Linked DNA regions of Drosophila melanogaster: region 2 is linked to region 1. The links are chromatin contacts, called in public targeted proximity ligation maps. All regions are on one chromosome and are shown on one strand. The core of a region is the stretch at or near the end of the contact, and the rest is flanking DNA. Distances in the headings are between cores, read along the strand shown. Region 1 holds the start of LanA (Laminin A). Region 2 holds the start of CG42747.

Region 1 (7,035 bases), core at 1,772-4,271:
ACAGTTGCAGGCTAGTAATAAAATTCGGAAATAAAGATCCGGGTCTCTGTCCGCTCAAGAGAGATGTCCGTTCAAAAGACTACACAATACTTACGTTCGCAGTTGAATGGTCGGGCATTGGTGTTTTGGCGCCACTTTTTCTGCTCGAATCCAGGACAGCACTCGTTGCACTGGATGCCGCACGTGTGATGCTGGCAACGGCATGCGAGGATGCGGACTGGGCTCTTCGGGTCCTTGACGTCACAGGTGTCGGCGTGTCCATTGCACATGCACCTTCCTCCGATCGAGATGTCCTTGATCGAGTAGAAGTAGCGACGCGTCACCGTGGGATCTTGTCGAGCCACAGACATCAAATGTCCCAAAAGATTCTTGGTGCGAAGCAGACGAATCCTGACGTTAGTGGCACGAGTCCATTCCTGCAGCACCGTTGAGTTGAAGTAGTTGGTGGAACTGGGTCGCTCATTGAGCAGCATCACGGGAATCTCGCCGTTCTCCAGCGGCACAATCTTTGAGTATTCAGTGGTGCAGATGACGTCGTCGTCGCGGGTAATTGGCTTGTAGGTGTCCTTGCCAAAGTACGTCTCACAATCGGCGGGGGTATCGGAAAAGTGCTGCCAAGGCGTCCAGGTCTTGCCATAATCCGTGGACTTCTCCAGCGTCCAGAGACCCGGACGAGGGGAGTTGCCCATGCGAATGAACAAATAGGCCACATGGAATTCCTGAAAAAGCGAACAGTGTAGAGATCAGAAAATATATTACATATTACACACATTGTTAAATTAAAAATGTTATTGAGTAACCCCAAATATGTTAAAGATAAGATTTACTCATTTCAATTTCAATATAAGAGTCTTCAACAATTTTACCCACTTTAGTTTTTTCAAGTCTCCCCCAAGACACAAAATTCATTTTGAACAAGCAAATTCATTGAAATTTATTAGTCCAGCGTACACATTACGATTATATATGTACATACATCGCCTCACAGACAAATGTGAGACGACAACATGAGATCACTGTGGGGAAATTAACTCCAAATGTTCTGCAGTAGAACCGGCCACTTTTTCATCGTTTATTTATATTGTCTTGGGTTATGTTTGCTTTTTAATTTGGCTTCAATTGAAAGCGAACTGAGAGATACGAAGGTCCACACATATACAAAGATACAGCCATGCGTTAATATCTTTGTACACAGGCGCACATGTTTGGTTTCAGAGATTTGTTTACTTTTCTGTGTTTTCATTAGTTTCACCCATGTGGAAGTTCATGATTTTGAAGCAAAAAAACGTCGATGTACATAATTCTGCAAATATGTATCTCACAAATTTAGCATTCGAGTTGCCAGCATTCCTGGTGTTTCGCAGTCTATATATAAACCAATGTCTCATATTCAGTTGCATTTTGTGAATTAGGAAAAGTGCAACTAAGGAATTAACACGAATGAGATCATGCTGAGCTGTTGAAATCTTAGCGCAATTATTCTCAAAATTAAATTCCCGACCTCGTGGATTACTCGCTTCCGTTGCAAGTGAGATAAGAACGTAGGCGAGTCCGAGGCACAACTTTTTATAGAACAAACTGAGAAACAATCTGATGATAAGACTGTAGTTTCTTGCGACTCGGGCCCATTATCAGGCTGCTCTCAATTCATATTTGTCGCATGCTGGTGTGCCTTAAGAAACATAATGCCTTTATCGCTAAAAAAAACCATTCCGAATGAACCGCTCGAAAAAGTCAATGCTCCGAGTCGGTTTCTAAGCAGCCTGTAAACCGAGAACTCCCATTCAAAAGTGTGTGTATGTATGTTCGTACATATCTCTGTGTATATTGTATGTAGGGACTGCTGACATACTGATAACCCACAACTCCAAAGCCTTCCCCTTTGCCAACAACAAATACTCGAGCTCAGCAACATTTTTTTCGTTCAGTTTTTGCTGTGTCGACGTCGACGAAATGAAAACCCATTAAAATTGTTTTCAAATTTTACGATCCGATCCCATCGGTCGAACCCGAAAACGAGTTGCATCCATCCACCGTCTCCCCGTCTCTATGCGTTTCTTAGGCGGATACCTTTGGTATCTTTTATGTTCTCTGCTGCTTACCTGTTCGAAGTTGATGGTCAAATTGACTTCATTGAATTTCATGCCCCTGGACAACGGAGGACTCTGCCACCAGGCCTCGGTGCCATCGATCGCGTTCTCTGGCGGATGATTCCTCTCCGGCACCGTGGGATCGCAGTAATCGCAGACCTACAAAAACGCAGAAAACACATGTTAGAAAAAGAAAATGGAATCCAAATTCAGTCCAGAGTATTTTTAGAGCCCAATTCGAATGTTCAACACATGTGGGGGACGTCTAAATGCAGTGCACACTTGAAATATAAAGTTTTGATTTTTAACTAAATAATAGTTTGAAGAAATTCTTAATTAAGTTGGATAACCAATATAATCGATTGTAATTTGTTATCTCTCCTGATTCAGCTTTATTTTGAAATTAAACATTAACTTTTTTTCAGTGTAAAGTTAAAGATTATCTCATCATGTGTGTATACTGAAAAGATTTTTGGGCGTTGCTGGATGTCGATTATAGTTACCTGTCCCTGGATAACTGAATAGTCGATATGATCGTGTTCCGTATTGGCTCCCACTAGTTTGCAGTAGAGCTCTGGTCCATCCGTATCCTGGCCACACGTAGCTGTGGCATAAATCTTCCTGCCCGTGGCCAGATTGAAATATGGTGGCGTTAGCTCCGCCTGGCAATAGGAGATGGCCAGGATTACTAGCAGAGCCCCAATGGAGGCCACTCCGTGCCCCATTGTGCCGAGAGTTCAAGCACCCGCGCTGCGATAACGACAGTCCTTTCTCCACGGACCACTTCCGGTTCTATCTCTTTCTTTCCCGGTTCACTTATGTATGTATTTCACTTTCTTATCTGCTGTATTTCACTTTTTTCACTGTTCTTTTCGTATTCCTTTGGTGGAGCTCATCCAACCGCACTGGATGGCTCTTCTCGAGCAACTGATGGCACCGCAGCGAGAAGTTTTCCTCGAGACCCCGAAAAATTTGATTTTGATAGTCGTCCGATCGGCTCTTTTCGTATGCCTTCGGCTTTTCTCGTCTTCGGCATTCTATACAGCTGAGAGAACGATAGTCTTTCCGACCCTATAATGTATTCACATCCTCTTATCCGTCTTATTTCAGAAAATTCTGAAGCCGGAATAAAAGATACGGATTATCGCCATTTGACTTATGAGGTTATATAATCATTTAAAATATATGTAATTGTATTTAATTTGTTCATTATATCAGCATTCTTCTTGGGTTCATCATAACCTAGGATAATACGAACGTTAGTTGCTAGGATTGTTAACTTAGTTCTATCACCTGTAACCAAAGTTACTTAAGACCAAGATTGTAACATCATTTCAATGCAGTTTGGTGCTTTTACTATCATCTCACATGAAATGTGTTTATAAGTTATAATGATAATTGTCTTTTGAGAATGCCCAAAAAATTTGACGAAAAATTCAAATTTCATGTGTGTTCCTTGATAAATATTCTTTCCTCATTACATCGCAGCACATCTAACTGGTCTCGCAGTTGGTGAGCAACTGATTAAACTGCAGCGAGAAGTTTTCCCGAGGCCCCAAAAGTTTTGGTGTTCGTAGTCGCTCGATCGGCAGTCGATCGGGTGCTCTTCTCTTTGGCACTTTAATTTAACTGAGAGAATGTCCGCTTATCCGATTTTGTTTTGCTCTGAACGTATGTTTACAAAATCTTTTCCAGCTATTTGTTTTTTTTCTCATTCGCCGGCCGGGCGGAATCGGAACAAAACAAAACGGAAAACCGGTTCGTTGTCATCGGGGAACGTTGTGGAATGGGTGAAACGCCTTCCGCTTATGAAGATTGACTTTAGCACTAAGAAAATGTATACTCTATCTTCTATTGAAATGTACTACTTTAAGCTTGAACGCTTGAAATAATCTCAACAATACTCCAGCCACAGCTTGATAAATTCATAGCGTTAAGCTGGGATAATTTCTTACTTTTAAGGGTTCTTAAATTGATAATATGGATAGAGCTTGTGAAAGAATTAAGCATTGATATTACAACACAAGCGATAGCTTAAAAGTACTGCTATTAGACACCGAACATTTTTATTAAGTTTTTATTGCAGCCTTTAACGTAATTTAATTTATATGTGCTTAGCCATTCGTGTAGCATTTAAAATCAAACTTATTTAAATGATTTTCCATTAAGCTATTGCCACCTTTCGTTTACCCAGAAGTGTAATAGCTTACTGAAGTAATTGTTGTTAAAGCAAAATAACTGCTACAAAACTCACTCAGGCCTGACCAAAGAATCGAAAATTGCGCACCTCAATTTTAGCCCACGATCGACAAAATCTTGAAGTTTATTGCTATACCGATTAAAAGAGCCAAATACAGAGACTAGCTAGCAGCAGCAACTATTGAAAATCACAATCACAGCTAAATATTGTGCAAAATTCATGACCAAAGTGTTGGGGCAATTCGGATTTCGCGTTTTGTATTTTTTTTTGGTAACTGTATTGGTTGTAGCCAAACTCGTTTTCCGCCGTTTGCAATGACATAAGTAAATGCATTGATAAAGACTGTGTCGAGTGTCAGAACGGCCAGTTCTTTTTATTTTTGGCCTCAATTGCTGCGCCTGCGCAGCAGCTTAAGCTTCTCAGCTTCTCATGGCTGTATGTAAACGAGTTCTGATGACGTAATTCGCATCGCGCGGTTCTGCGCCTTTGCCTTATGCAATACACGCAAATGAACATTGCCGAAAAAATTAATGGAAATATGTGCTTGTAAAAAAAACTCAGGAAAAAATTCGACGATTGCAACATTAACAAGAAGTTCTCGATTTGGCTTAGCCCACACAGCAGCTGCACAGTGGGCCATAAAGTATCAGATTCCGAAAAGTTTTCCATTTATATACAAAGTATTCAAAGCGATTATTTTTTTGAAATAAAAATAAATGTAATTTTTTCACATGTAAATAATTATATTATTAATCTGAAAATCAGGTAAGAGTTGCAAATAATTTTACAATAAACTCATTAAAATTCACCGACTCCAGAGTGACAAAAAATGCTTGCACGGTACAAAAAATAATGGAGAAAGATAATTAACAAAAACGTTGCATGCTTAATTGACACTCACTTGCTAAAAATATAATGTGTGTAAATAAGCACTTAAAAAAGAATAAATAGCTATTGCAACACCAGCAAAAAACTTTTTCTGCACAGTGGTGATGTGATATGTGATAAAAGATATCTGCATTTTGGCCAAATACGAAGTGAAATTACTGACTTGCACAGTGAGGCAAGTCCACATTTGCACATTTTGCGATTACACGGCCATTCATATTTCAATTTGACTTTATGTGCTAATTAGCCCATTAAAACCTCAACGCCTCTAAGTGGCACGACCTTTTCGCCAACCAATTTGCTCCACTGTGCCGCCTCTGCCCACGTCGACGTCAACGGAGCAGCTGCCGCTCACCAAATGATTTCACTTATTCGCGATTGCATGCCCAGATTCGTGTTCAATTTGGTTCTAAGTCTCGTCGCGTGTGCATGAAGGCAGTTCTTTGAGTTCTCGACTTTATCGCCATGGTGCTGCTGCGAGTGATCAAGTATCTAGTTGGTTAGTGAGAGTGTTTTGGCCAGGTGTTAAGCACGTTATTTCATCACTATCTTCCTTTGAAGGCTGCGTGGTCCGGGTCTGCAACGAGTTGTCCCAGAACATGAGTTCACTGAACAAAATGTTCAAGTACCATTTGCTGGAGGTTAGCTAGAGGTCCCGGGATGTGGAGCTAAATACCCTTACTGATTAGATATGATTTTTTTCGCCTGTCGAACAAGTTCGTTGCTCAAGTCTTTCGTTATGTGATCCAATAAAGCGTATTTCATCCATCCAAACACTGCATTTATAACGGTGTTCACACATGAACACGAATATATTTAAAGACTTACAATTTTGGGCTCCGTTCATATCTTATGTAAATGAATCGAGAGCGATAAATTATATTTAGGATTTTGTTATCTAAGGCGACATGGGTGCATTGCTCAAAAACATGTAATTTAAGTGCACACTACATGAGTCAGTCACTTGAGATCGTTCCCCGCCTCCTAAAATAGTCCCTTAGTGGGAGACCACAGATAAGGTCCTCGCCGCTCAAGATAGGCAGATGTGCCCGAGCGTGGGACCTCGATAAGGCGGGGACTATTTACGTAGGCCTCTGCGTAGGCCATTTACTTTAAGATGCGATTCTCATGTCACCTATTTAAACCGAAGATATTTCCAAATAAAATCAGTTTCTTACAAAAACTCAACGAGTAAAGGCTTCTTATTTGGGATTTTACATTTGGTCAATCGAGCCTTTAATCGACTCTGCAGTTTCCCCCTACCAAAGGTAAGGGACTCAGAGAAAGGCCAGCTCCTTTAAGCATTGCTAAGTTAATCTTGCAGCTAAAGGTAGCAAAAATAAGTGACTCTTGTTTCCCCCTACCAAAGGTAAGGAACAGAGTATAAATATAAAAAGCAAAAAGATACAAAAGAATCTTTTATGTTTTAAAACAAGCACCTTATAGTCTATAGCTAAAGGTTGCTTTGTGTACCATTATAAATTGTGGTAAGGCGTGCTTGAGGCCATACATCAGCAATTGTGAAATTAAAAAGTGCATAACGTGCCTTATAAATGCTGTAATAGCATTAAATCAGCTCATAAATAGAGTGCAGTGTATATGCCATAAGAGCATAAATTAAATAAAAAGTGCCTGAAAACAGTGCCTTATAAATGCTCTAATAGCATTAAATCAGCTCATAAATAGAGTGCAGTGTATATGCCAAAAGAGCATAAATGCCGAAATAAATGGCTAAAAAACAAAAAATCTGACTGGACTACAAAAATAATAAAACGTGCAAAAAAAAAAATCATCTTTAAACATCGACGGAGCCTTAAAGAAGAGAAGGAAGTCAAATTCAAAGGAGCCTCTACCAGC
Region 2 (7,035 bases), core at 1,303-3,802, 180 kb after region 1:
AATCGCCACAAGACCTGGCCAGCGAAGCCAACGTTGCCAACTTTTACTGCGGCGACAGCAGAAACTCAAAAGAAACCCAGGTCCACAAAAGCCGTAGCTGTTAATGAATGGCAATGGCTTTGTTGGTAATGAAGTGTTGGCCATAATGCCGCCATGGCGATGACGACCAAGACAAGACCCAGTCCTCCAGCCAACTATGACGACATTGGCACAGGGGGCGATAAGCCAGATAAGGAAGGTCCTCGCTTAGTCAGTGGTTTAGCTTGGTTTTAGTTCGGCTTTAGTTTCGGATTGTCCTTGTCTAGTTTTCTGGGCTGGCAATTAACCTTGGCCAAGAACTAATAGAAATGTTGGCATTAGAAAAGAAAATAAATATTTTGTGGAAGGTGTTGAACGTACTGAGAATACATTCAGATAGAAACGCCTAGATGAATAACGGAAATAATTATTTACCATTTTATTTTCTATGGCTTTTTATGGAAAAACGCAATTAATTGTTTAAAGTAAATACTGAATTTTCAGTTATGGCCCAAAGCACTGTCATAAATTTAGAATTCCCGTTCACCACATAGCTAACAAAATACATAATGTATCTTGTGTAATTCAGTTACTCATCCGAGTAGTGCGCATAAATTATAAACATTTAGCCTAATGGAAAACTTTGATATGGGCATAAAAATATGACATAAAATATTTAACTACCCAGCATGGCCGTAAAGCTCCTCCTCTGCGTAGACATAAGAAGTCAACAAAATTAGTATGGAATAAAGAGAGGTATGCAAAATAGCGAAGAAAAGCTTGCACAAATCATACTTTTCTTTCCACTTTTTTTTGGGTAGTAAAAACCAAAGAAAAAAAGTAGTTGAGATGCCGAGTGAGCCACTGCTGTCCGTTTGCTGTTAAATATTTGTCTTTGATTTAAGCCGGAGTTTGGGTCTCAAACGACACTTGTCCATCTTGAGGCCTCCATCTCCCGATCTCCATCTCTGGCTCCATCGACCTTTTTCGACCATTTGCATTGTATTGGCCTGTTGTCTTTTTACCAATAGCACGAAGATGTTGGAGGCTTGGCCATGCCAAACTGACATGCAAGACACAAATCATGATTTGCTTGCTGGAAATGTTGCTGGTGGCATCCAACCCGTTTACAGCTGCGCCTGCCGAGACGTCAACAATGAAATTGTCAAGTGTTGACAAATAAATTTGAGGATTTCGAGGAGATTTACTTATGCTAATGAAAGACACTTGTCACAGATACTTGTACTCATGCCCATACCCTCCTTATAACTCGGCGGCATCGCCTTGAAGTGCGAGGCCACGTTGGTTCGCATAAATATGTTTGCACTCTGGGGTTTTTGTAACCTGGAAGCTTGAGGAGTTGGTCAGCTTGGCTTAGGAGCCGAAAAAAGTACCGTAACAAATTTGCAAAGTGAAAGAATTTGAGTAGAAACACTAAATTAGCCAAAGGAGTCGAGGAGAGGGGCTGGGGATGACTATTTTCCTGGAATGGTAGGACTCCAGTTCGTCACATAAATATTTATGGATGTTAATGTTGTGACGTGAATTGCACGCTCAACAGTGCAATTTTTAGAGGAGACAGCGATAGAAAATATGCTCTTAACTTTACACTGTTGAAAAAACCACTTTGTATAATTCAGACATAATCACATTTATCTAAACAGTGGTAGAAAGCATGTTTTTTTTTAACAGATTTGTGTAAAGCATTAAAGCATTCGTATATCTCTTTTTTATTTAATAAAAATGAATAAGTTTCTTCTACAATTTTGTTCCACTACATAGCAGCTGAGCATTTCAGGTTGATTGGAGGTCATATCCGTAGCTCAGCCTAATTAGAGTCCACCTGCCCGACGGGATCCATCAATCCAGAAACTATCCCTTCGCATCCCAGCATTTCACACGCTCATCAAATTGACGCCTCGACCATAAATCCAGCGCCAAAACATTGTAAAGAAGTGAAAAATCTCAATTGCCATCTACCTGTGAACTCTGGCCGATAAAAAACAATAAATTTCTAAAATACAACCACTAAATTGCATATCTTGCACCCATACTGGCCACATATCAAGTGCCTATTTTGGGGTACACCGAAAAAAACATTTCACGAACTTTCGGTGGTTTCTTATCATCTCCCTCCTCAAAACTGGGATAAGCTTGACAACATATTTTTAATTTAACCAGCTTATCCATGTTCATTTCGACCGCATAACATCAATTTCTTGGTGACACTCTATTAATACTAATGCAACTACTAAATCTACTCATATAAAGTGCTGCATTTTTTTGAGTGCATTTCAGCATAATTGAGTAATTAACTCCGAAAGTCACTCGAAACGAAACCAGTTCTCCACTCCACTTGTTCCACTGGCACTCAACATGCGCAAGCCGGTTTTCGCAACGAGTGGAACGGAACGGGCCGGAAACGAGAGTCCCATTGCCAAACGGTCCACAGTGGCTATGTTGTTGTCGGCGCCGACGCCGGCAGCGCTGCCGCCGCTTATGCTGGAAAAAGATTCAGATACGTTCGGTTCGAGATACTTTTGCGTTCAGTTCAAGTTGAGCGCTTTCTGACGTTCGTACAACGTATTTCCGCGGCCGTCTGCAATTCGCACCAACGGCGAGAATTTCGCGAAAGCCCAACTGTCATTCTATCCGGTGTATAAATATTAAAGGTCCCCGTTTGGGGAATTCGCATTTTATTCAAAAAACCATTTGTAGATTTGCGCGAAAATTGTGCTATTAAAGTGCCTGGTTATACCGAATTACATATATGTATAAAACATCTAACATATGCAAAGTATTTATTTTTAAAACCCATTCAAGTGCCAAAGAGAAAAGTTGTATGCAAAATAAAGCAAATAGCTGTATATTAAATATTAAAATCCATCTGCCTGCATCAAATCCATTGAATGAAAAATTCACAACAAGTGCAAAGCAACAAATTGAAAAATCACTACAGCGTTGGGAAAAGTTGTGGCAAAAGTTTCGCATTTCCCCGCCAATTTTCCCCCTTTTCGCGGTGACGCCTGCGCAGCTGTTTGGGAAAAATCTAATTGGATACTTTTCTGCCAAACGGACAGAGGAAACGGAAGTTGGCTGCCATTCGCATTAGACTTACAGACACGGTCCACTGTGAAGGTAAGTCCATCAGGATAATTAGCCATTGCTGCTGGAAAAATCTTTTGTTAGATGGAAAAATGTAAATAGAAGCAAGCCATTCTGAAAATTTTTCACACGATAATGACACTGACACCGAAAAAAGTAGCTCAAGCTGGCGTTTGTCATAAGCTTCAAAACATGCCAAAATAATGTCAGTCAGTTAGCTTTTGTTTTCCTTTCCTTTGCATCTCGCACATATCTTGTATCTTGTATCTCGTAGCTGGCTTTTTATAGCCTGCGTTTTATAGTATGATTAAATTTGACAGTTGACAGCATTTTGGCCTTATCTGACTGGCGCAAATCGCTCCACTTCCTCTCTCGTGTGTGTGTGTTTTTGTTAAATGTTAATTGTTGACAATTTCGTATAAATTGACAATTCAACTGGCGTTTTACATGGCTTACAGCCAACATATCGGCATTGGCCCGGCGATGAGTGTGTGATGTTTGGCCTAATGTATTATTAACTAGGCCAACATCAGAATGACTGCGTAGACATTAGGCCCACTTTACAAGGGCGTGATTTAATGGGCCAGTTGTTTATTTTTCTTGGCGTTTTTAAGTCCAGATTGGATGTAATAATATCACGGTTAATGAGCGGAAAACTTAACCGGTGATTTACACAGACGTTAGTTTCTCTATTTTCTGTGGCAATCAAAGTAGCAAAGACATTGAACAATGGAAAAAATTAAGAATGCAATGACAAAAAGATTGTATCGAAGTATCAGCAAATTCAAACTTTTTTTATTTGCTCAACAGACAACAGTCAAATTCCGATCTAAACTATTTCGATAATTGTTTATCTGTCAGCTAGAGATTATTCTGTTGTGGGAGCCCTTACTTTAAACGTGCTAAAATGTCCAAAGCAAGCTCAAGAGTGACAAAACTTTTTCTTTGCCAAACTTGGCATTCTGTAGACAAACATATAAACCCACAAAATGGGGGAAAACAAATTTACTTTTTTGCCACTTTTGTGTGACCAAGTCAGGGCATGTTTCTTGCTGCAACAAGCATAAACATCATAAAGAAAATACAAAAAAAAGATTGTGCAAGAGGAAAGCGGCACAAGGTCAGAGAGAGGCACACCCCGATAAGCAGCTGCCCTTAGCCAACAGTTCTTAACTTTTAACTCGGTGCCCTAAGCTCACGAACGTGGCGACTTCCGTCCGACAAATTTTTAGATTTTCAAAACAAATTTGCAACACGTACTCGCGGCCAATAGACAGAGACCCAACTCTGAGTTTAGGTTTAAGTAAGCGAATGAGATGTCTTTTTTTGGCCTGGGGGCTTAATTTATGAGCCCTGGGCTATTATAATTCGCACTGTTCCGAGGCATTTTGCATAAGCAAATGTCTCTTTCATGTTTCGCTTATTCTTTCTTTCATTCTTTCTCTAATGTTTATTCAAAAACGCTGGCCGATTGTCTTAGTCGCCTGTCTGGTGTGGAAGTCTAGACATTCAGCAGGAAGGAAGCCCAAGATGGAGACTGCACTTGAACTTGAGACCCTTTACAAGTATTTGTTCCCCGGGAGTCTGTGAGGTTTCGGTGGTTGGTGGCAACCCTTTTTTGCATGCCACATTTTTTCCCTCGCATGTGTGTAGCTAGTAAAATAAAAACGAGGGAAAAACAAAACACAGCCCATGAATGAAATAAGCATGGACGAGGGTGAAATATCTATGGAGCTGGAGCGACTACGACTTCCCCACTGAGCTAACCAGGCCCAGACAGCCATCATCCCGGACCCAGACACCTTTGTCTGGCCAGATCTTGATGTCTGGGCCAAGAGTGAGCCGCTTAGTGGCTTCCCAGCGATCCGAGTTCCCCAGCTTTTTCTTGTCAACTATTGTCAAGGCTTTAATTAGAGATTTCTATTGCCATCCAATGTGTTATCCTTATCTCTATCACCCATTATGCTGATGGATTCAGCTGAGCTTGCTCATTTATATTATAATTAATATATGTATATGTATGTGAGGCAGACAGCTGCTGTAAGGGAATTGAACTTTGCCACTTAATTGAAAGTTTTGCCTTGCCAACAGTCAACATGGCGTATGGTTGATATAATTGCAGCTGCCAAAAAGTTATGCCAAGCAGTTAGTCTCTGAAACTTACTCAGGGCACACTTGCGTTTAATATTAATTACACGTGCTCATAGGCAAATTGTATTAACTTAGCCAGATATTATGATAAGTTTTTGGAACGAGCAGAAAATTTTGCCAAACGAATCCAATTAGGGTTTAATTAACGGATGGCCACTAAATTGTTTTGTGAGGTAATTCCAAATGCATGAATACATGGATTACATTAACAAGTGAACTGTAGTCTAATTAATATATTCTAGTAACGATAAAAAGTTCTCATCTAATTAGGCACAAACTGTGAAGAGGCATATATTATGTAAAAACACATTAATATTCATTTGACACATTCAATCTAAGCGAATGCAAGATGTGTGATTATATATACTTAGAATATTCAGCTTATCAAAAACGGATCTGTCTTTTTAAAATTAAGAAAATGATCAGACTGAGCTCCTTTAATGAGCACCATATTCTTACAAAATTTATGTGATCTGTCTAATCAAATACCATTTCATTCGACACTATGAACATATTTGTATAATCAAAGTGAATACAAATTTTGCTAATTCCATCTTATCTATGGTTGTTAAATAAATTCCACCAACCATAGTTTATTCTGTTTAGATAGTTTTAAAGAAAGACAAACATTCTGTGAACGAAGGGGGCCATCGACTAGATGCTTTTTCTATATTACTCGAGACAAAGAATAAAGAATACGCCGACGCCAAAGAACGACTTTGATATGGGCTGATGATGAGCTCTAATTTCGAAATTATACAAGATTGGCTGTGAGAAGAAGAACTGGAGCTGAGGATGGAGATCTTTTGAAGAGGCTGTCAGCTCGGAGGCCCAAGTTTTGGTTTCAGTTCAGTTTTCAGCTCCTCGCCGAAGTTCTTGTTATTGCTGCTGCTGTTGTTGTGCCCACATAACAAGTTAATTTTGATGTAAATTTCTGTTTTGGTACCCGAACGAACGAATGGCAAAACCGAGACAACAGCGAAACGAAAAAAACGAGGAAAAAATCGAACCGGTTAACATAATCACTTAATTTTGTGATTGTGTATCTGTATCTTGGAATCGGCATCTGTGTGTGTCTCTGCCATCGTTTTCAGCTCGTAATCGTCTTTTGGAACTCTATACCCATGCCATTCGAGCCATTCGGTTTGGTGCTCTTTGTATAGAAGTGTCAATATTATTAAGTGATGATGTCCCCATCTGAGGCTCAAACTTTGATAAACGAGCCGATGCTGTAAATAAAACTGAGTAACAAAAAAGCGGGAAAAAACCTACAAAAGATAAATAAACAGAGGCCGGCTAAGCTCTAACTCAGCCGAGTTGATAAATTGTATCTATATTTATGTATGTTGCTACCAGCAAATAATTTACAATGTTTGAGCTGGCAAACTAAAACTGGCAAGGGCATAAAATGTGTAGAGTAACAAAAAAAGAAAATACAAAAAATTTTGCAAAGCTGGCAAAAGCAAAAATACATAAGCCAACACAAAAAAAGTAGCTAAAAACAAGCGCAACATAGAGCCACAGAAAAAAGTCACTCCAAACAGAAGAAAAATATTGAAACAAATGCTGAATTATTAGCACACAAATCGCCGGCAGCTGAAGAAGAAGAGGCGGGAGGGTCAGTGGGTTGGGCGGGTGTTTTTGTTTATATTTTTATTTTTGCTGCTTATTCATGGCAGTAGTCACAACAAAAACACAAGAACAAATTGCCAAGAAACGCAAAAAAAAAAGTTGCAGAAATAGCAACACGTGAAAACCGCA

The links.
Region 2: a targeted proximity ligation map of the Kc167 cell line shows a contact between it and region 1, with 9 times the contacts expected there. A contact is called at or near these places in 2 of 107 Hi-C or Micro-C datasets (both in the S2 cell line) and 1 of 7 datasets of targeted methods (the Kc167 cell line).

What each region holds. Positions count from the first base shown.
Region 1 is chr3L:6,215,001-6,222,035 of dm6, forward strand. It overlaps LanA (Laminin A), which reads right to left and starts at 3,022. Exons shown (of 15, transcript NM_057269.3): 1 at 2,594-3,022; 2 at 2,103-2,249; 3 at 95-719; 4 at 1-11. The coding sequence starts at 2,815. It overlaps CG33946, which reads left to right and starts at 5,578. Exons shown (of 2, transcript NM_001316477.1): 1 at 5,578-5,677; 2 at 5,740-5,949. The coding sequence starts at 5,644. The coding sequence ends at 5,828.
Region 2 is chr3L:6,398,038-6,405,072 of dm6, forward strand. CG42747 reads left to right here and starts at 2,553. Exons shown (of 7, transcript NM_139788.3): 1 at 2,553-3,156.